2 separate regions of the Cricetulus griseus genome follow, and region 2 is linked to region 1. The links are chromatin contacts, called in public Hi-C maps. All regions are on one chromosome and are shown on one strand. The core of a region is the stretch at or near the end of the contact, and the rest is flanking DNA. Distances in the headings are between cores, read along the strand shown.

Region 1 (3,067 bases), core at 249-2,748:
GCCAAGGACCTGACAGGTGGCAAGGCCTGTGGTGGAGCAAAGGAGTCCAGCAAGAGCGCGCTCCATCAGGAGGCGGCAGCCGCAGGCCAGGCCGCTCGAACTCGGCGAGCCTGGCCCGGGAGCGCGGAGGCGGTGGAGCCGCCCCGCTCCAGCTGAGGAGCCTCCGGGAGCGCCCAAACGCTGTCAACCAGCAGCAGGGCCGCCGAGCTCCTAGGGCCTCAGCCCGCGCCAGGTTACCTCCACCGGGGTCCTGCCCGGTAGGGATCGGCGTCGCGGACTGCAGCCAGCCGGTCCCAGGCCAGCAGGCCCGTCCGGGCGGCACCGATCCCGCTTCGGCAGGGGCGGCCCGCAGGGAGGGCGGCCAGGAACTCCGCGGCCGCCGGGCTGACCCAGGCCCAGCGCGGGCCGAGAAGAGCGCGGGGCCGCGAGGGCGGAGCGAGCGCGCCGCCGGCCAGTGCGCCGCCAGGCGGAGGGCGGGGCGTGGGCGGCGCCCGGCCTTCCCGCTCCCGCGGCGCGCTAACTCGGCGGAGCCTCCTTAAAACTCTGCCGTTAAAATGGGGGCGGGTTTTTCAACTCAAAAAGCGCTCAATTTTTTTCTTTTCAAAAAAAGCTGATGAGGTCGGAAAAAAAGGGATAAGAAACCGGCACCGTCTCTGCAGAGGCAACCGAAGCAGCAGTTGCTTCAGCGGAAAAAGAAGCAAAGGAGGGAAGGAAGGGAAAGATCCTAAAGGGGAAAGACGCGCAAGTGCCTGTGGCCGTGAAGAGAGCCGCGATCAGAGATTTTGGGGAATCGGACTACAAAAGAAACTGTCAGCTGCGGCTCGCGAGGGTCCGGCGCTGCCTGGCTCGGCTCGGGGACCCAGCTGGCTGGCAGCCGCTGCCCTGTCCCCGCGGTACAGACTTAGGGGCACAGGCCGGAGGACCGCGGACAACTGGCCAAGTGGCAACAGGCGCCCGAGCTGCTGGGCGGACGCCAACAAATCGGCGGGACTGACTGCGCCCGGGAACTGTGGAGACCGCCCGTACTTCCAAGGACCCTTCCCATCACCGGAGGCCCCCGGAAAATCGGAAAGGAGGGAAAGACCGTTGCAGAGGCGACAGCCGCCCCTCAGTGAGAGCTTGCAGTGCAGAGCCTGAGCTAGCTCGGTCGTGGGCGGGAAGTTACTGGAGAGCTGGCCCGGTGCAGCCGCGATGCTACGGCGAGCTGCCTCAGCGACCGGAGCCCGGTAGACGCGTCCTTCGCCGCCCTCCTCCTTTCTCAGGCTGCCGGGAGTCCCGGGACCCGGCGGGACCGGCATGACGGGCTTGGCGGGGGTCTGCCGCGCGCCCACCAGCCTCCGGAGACCTGCGCCCTGCCCGGCTCCCACGGCCTCTGAGGCTCGGCGGGGCTGCGGCTGCGGGCTCCGGGGGCTCTTCTGAAGACGCCGAGCCCACTGGGGAGTCGTTGAGACCCGAGAGTTGAGGGCCACGGAACTGCTGCTCCCGTCTGCCTTGGGCGATCATCTTTAACCCCCCACAGCACGTCAGCATCCAGCCACCGCGGCGCTCTCCTAGCGAGCAGCACTTGGGACTACCCCCTTCGGCGAGACGGATGGAAAGCGAGCCCTACGGAGGACTTGTCCCTGAAGTTCTGCCTCAAGTCACCATTGTAAACAAGGGTGGGTTAATGCCTTTTCTCCTCTCCAATACTTTTTCTTCCGCAGTGTTTTCTGAGCTGACCTAGTCTCTTACGTCTCCGCACATCCTCCTCACAGAACTGTGAAGTTTAGGTACGTGACAGCTCTGCCTGCATCTCACGTCCAGAGTAATTAATCAAGAATGCCTGTGTGTCTGTATGTGTCTGTTGAATCGCCAGAATCCTTCTTAGGGGTTAAGCTAAAAAGCTAGGAGAAGAGCCCCTCTCCAATGGGCTCAGTTTTGCTGAATAATCACGTGTGAATCAAGGGGCGGGCTTTTGGCAGGCCGACCTTACTAGTATTTACTACCAAGCTCTACTCTAGATTAACCATCCCAGTCCTTCTGTCAGCCTCCGATGCCATCATGCAGCCTGATTAGGAGCAAAGGAAAGGGGGAAAGGAGAAGCAACTAATCGTCTTTTCCCGATCGTCAGGACCCTAAAGAATGGCCGAGCCTTGGGGGAACGAGTTGGCGTCCGCAGCTGCCAGGGGGGACCTAGAGCAACTTACTAGTTTGTTGCAAAATAATGTAAACGTCAACGCTCAAAATGGATTTGGGAGAACTGCGCTGCAGGTTGGTATCCACAGAGGTGGGGAAAGCGAGTCAATAAGGTTGCTTGGGCTTCTAAAATGACAGTTTTTAAGTTTTGAGGGGTACAAATCGTCACGGTTTTAAAACCTACTTGGTTGCCATATTTTATATCTTTAAGTGGATCCAACTCCCCAAAATGACGTACTTTGAAGAAACTCGTCAAATCCAGTAACATCCTCGGTATAAAGAGAATCCTAGGTTTGGTCATATTTTTTGGAATGTTTTTGTGACAGTGAAGATTTTAAAGTAGTCTTAGCGTCGAAATCTGTTTGTTTTGTGCTGTGTTGTTTTAGATAGCTCTTTAAGCACATTATTATGATTATTATTTGAAGTAAATACACAGTTAATAGTGGTTTTCACCTATTTTGTTCCCAATAATTGACTTTAAGGTTAATTTCCCTGACTACTAGGAAGGGTGTTTTTCCTTAAGCTGTTTCATGTCTTAACAAACGACCTTTCCTCGTTTGGAATGGGATAGCCTGGGCACCAGGACAGGATGTATATTCCACAGTTACTATACTACCTAACCCACCCATTCAGGATTGAGGAGAAATAAAAAGTTGAATTTTCTAATCAGAGCTAAGCAGTAATGTTTTTATTTTCCCCGTGGTCATGCGGTGGTATGCTCTATTTTTCAGTAATTAGATTTACAGGCAACAAATGACACATGTCCAGCTGCCAAGTATGTACCTGATAATATTTTTTTCTCCTCCAAATGTTATCATGTAATTTTGCTGGAAGGCTTAGAAACAAACAAACAAAAAAATAGAAAAGTGATCTCTATACACTAGTTGCTTTT
Region 2 (3,067 bases), core at 290-2,789, 190 kb after region 1:
CTCAGACTCCCCTAAAAACCTCAGGGGAAGGTTGGCTCAATGGCTCTCCTGCTTATTTGTTGTTGTAGATGAACCTGGCTCTATCAGGCACAAGCAGGTTTTATAAATCAGTTGTGCTGGCATCAGGCCTGACAATAAGAATAATAATAAGTCAGTAAATGGTGAATAAAAACCGATCAAAGTCAACCTCTTGCCTTCTTGTTGAAGGAATGACTGTGGAGAACAGCCTCATCTGTCTTCTTTTCCTTTCTTTTCTTTGCATATGCTCTTTGACCATTTATTTGTTCATTCAACCAAGGAAAAGAGTCTACCTTAGGCAGCATGCCAGGCCTACACAGGGAAGGGACAGATCATTCAGCTTGATCCACCTCACAGAAAGGCACAGGGACTGGAAACTCCGAGGAGGAGACTAACCCAGACTGGAGGGTCAGAAAAAGCTTCCCTAGCCAAACAAAAATGAATCCAGGAAGGACTTTTGGGAATAATGATTAGCCCAATGAGGGGTAGAAGGTCAGAAGTAGGGTCTGTCTGTGGAAATCCCAGCCTTAGGGAACAGTCTTTGAGATAACTAAAAGCACTTTGGCCATGTTGGAGTTGAGAATTTATGAAACGGGGACAGTACTGCTAATAAAATAGGCGTTTGTTTGTTTGTTTGTTTGGAGACTGGGTGTTTCTGTGTAGCTTTGGAGCTTATCCTGGCACTCGCTCTGGAGACTAGTCTGGCCTTGAATTCACATAGATCCACCTGCCTCTGCCTCCCTAGTGCTGGGATTAAAGGCGTGCCCCACCAACGCCCTGCTGTTGGGTGTCTTTTTTTTTTTTTTCAAGACATGGTTTGTCTGTGTAGCTCTGGCTGTTCTAGAGCTCACTCTGTAAACTAGGATGGCCTTGAACTCAAGAGATCTGCCTGTCTCTGCATCCCGAGTGTTGGGATTAAAGGTGTGTACCGTGGAGATCCAGATTTCTTAAGATTATTCTGTGGGAAGTACTGAGAAGCTACTAGAAATTTTAAGTGCAACTATATGGCATTAAAAAACAAAAATCCTCAACCATTCAAAGGGTTGGGGGGGGCAATGATGAATGCAGGGAGACTGAGAATCAATCGACTGCAAACGTTAGATTGAGGGGTGGTGGGACTGGAAAGAAATGAAACAATCTGATAATCTCTTAGCTGTGTGATGCCGGGAGGGTAGAACAGAGATAGGAAACACAGGGCGTGGCATTAAGTGTGGACTTTATTCTGAAAGGATAAAGAAGAAGCTGTTTAAACACCTCAGCTATCTGCCTAATCCATTCACATGCGGGCATATAAACATCACCTCGCAGACAGAGTGAACAGTCTTTGAGGACGCTGCGCAGGTAAGGGACCAGCCTCACGCCGCGAGCCGGCAGGGTGCAGCCGGGATACAGAGGGGCGCCCGAGACTGACGGACACACAGTCAGCACCTTAAACTCAGCACCACGCAGGGGGCGGGGAGCAAGGAGCCCGAGGCGGGGCCAGAGCACGCACGGCGGCGTGACGTAGGCCCGGCTGGCCTCGTTCTGGCTGCCGCCGCCGCGCTAAGGCGGAGTAGGATGAGGCCCCAGGCCGCGGCTCCAGCGTCGGCAGGGGCAACAGCCGCTGAGGCAGCAGCTGAGGCAGCCGGGACGGCCGCGCCCCCCCCTCCTGACCTGGATTAGGCCCAGCAGCCCCGTGGCCGCCGCCGCCTCGCGGGGGGCGGGGTGGGGGAAGCGCTCCGTCTCCCCGCCCCCGCCCCCCTCAGGCTCCCGGCGCGACCCCGGCGCAGCCCGCGGCCTAGCCTCGCGCCCCCTGCCCCGGGGGCTGGCATGAGTGGCCCCTCGGCGGCGCCGGGGCGCGGGGGAGCCGCCTCCTGAGCCCCGGGCCTGCCGCCTTGGACCCCGCGGCGCCGGGCGAGCTCACCGCTGAGTGTGCGGGAGACCGGGTCACAGCTTTCTTCCTCCCCCAGATCTCACGCACACACCTCAGCCCCGGAAGATGGGGAACTGCCTCAAATCCCCGACCTCGGATGACATCTCCCTGCTTCACGAGTCTCAGTCCGACCGGGCTAGCTTTGGCGAGGGGACGGAGCCAGATCAGGAGCCGCCGCCGCCATATCAGGTACGGGAGGGTGTGTGTTGGCGTGAGAGGAGAGGTGGCTCGGGCCCTCTGCCCTTGGCCTCCACGGCCTGGCCTCGGGGGGCGTTGACCCCTTCGGGGCTGGTCTTGAGGGTGTCTGCTGCCCAGTCCCCGACTAGAGAAGGATCCTTCTTGCCTTCCCCTTGGGCACCGTTTGGGGACGGTGTTCTGTCCTTGAGTTCAGGAATCAAACTATGTGATCATATCCCCTTGGCTAGTGTCTGGTAGTTAGCTTGTAGAGTTAAGGATGACATGGTTTTCCTGCCTTTATGTCTTGAGTTGTGTGATTTCCTCAACAGACTGCCAACAGGATTATGGGTTGTGGGTAGGTTGTCACCCCCCCCCCTTTATAATTGTGTTTTCGTTTATAGTCCTCCCTACTCCCACCCTATCTTTGTTAATTGGTTCGGGAGAATGTCTTTTTACCATCTACTTGGGGAGGTAGAATTCCAAGTGGGAATTTTAGCCTCAGCTTCATAAAGAGTTACTTGTTTATATATACATACGTGGTAAATTTTAAGCTCCTCCTGTTTTTGCTCCACCCCTGTGACACACCTTTTAAGTAAGTTGATTTAATAAAACCTTGATTATCTTGAACTTTAGAGACCTTTCAGACATCTGTTACTTAAGGCCTTCTCTTTATCAAGACTCTTGAATGAGTCTTTCTCAGTGATAACTGAGTAAACTCCCAGGTGGGCTTGAATGCAATTCTTCAGTATTTTCCTGGAGAGAGGTGGGTTTTCTAACTTGGCAGTCTCCTTTGTTTTTTATGTGGTGACATCATTATCTAGTTTTGTGTTTTCCTTTCTCAATTCTGTGTAAACCAGTTTCCCATCATGTGATCACATACGCTGATTTTCTGACCCTCTTCAGGGGTCTTCCATGCACATTAGTCCAGTCTTCATTGTAGCCTCTACATTTCAAGCTTAC

Evidence for each region. A called contact is a pair of places that touch in the nucleus more often than the background predicts.
Region 2: a Hi-C map of fibroblasts shows a contact between it and region 1, with 2.7 times the contacts expected there. The contact joins the promoter of Rnf11 here to the promoter of Cdkn2c in region 1. A contact is called at or near these places in 2 of 8 Hi-C or Micro-C datasets (the CHO-K1 cell line and fibroblasts).

Annotation. Positions count from the first base shown.
Region 1 is chr2:40,159,494-40,162,560 of CriGri-PICRH-1.0, forward strand. It overlaps Cdkn2c (cyclin-dependent kinase 4 inhibitor C), which reads left to right and starts at 1,499. Exons shown (of 3, transcript XM_027402459.2): 1 at 1,499-1,769; 2 at 2,111-2,250. The coding sequence starts at 2,122.
Region 2 is chr2:40,350,189-40,353,255 of CriGri-PICRH-1.0, forward strand. It overlaps Rnf11 (RING finger protein 11), which reads left to right and starts at 1,540. Exons shown (of 3, transcript XM_027402457.2): 1 at 1,540-2,119. The coding sequence starts at 1,997.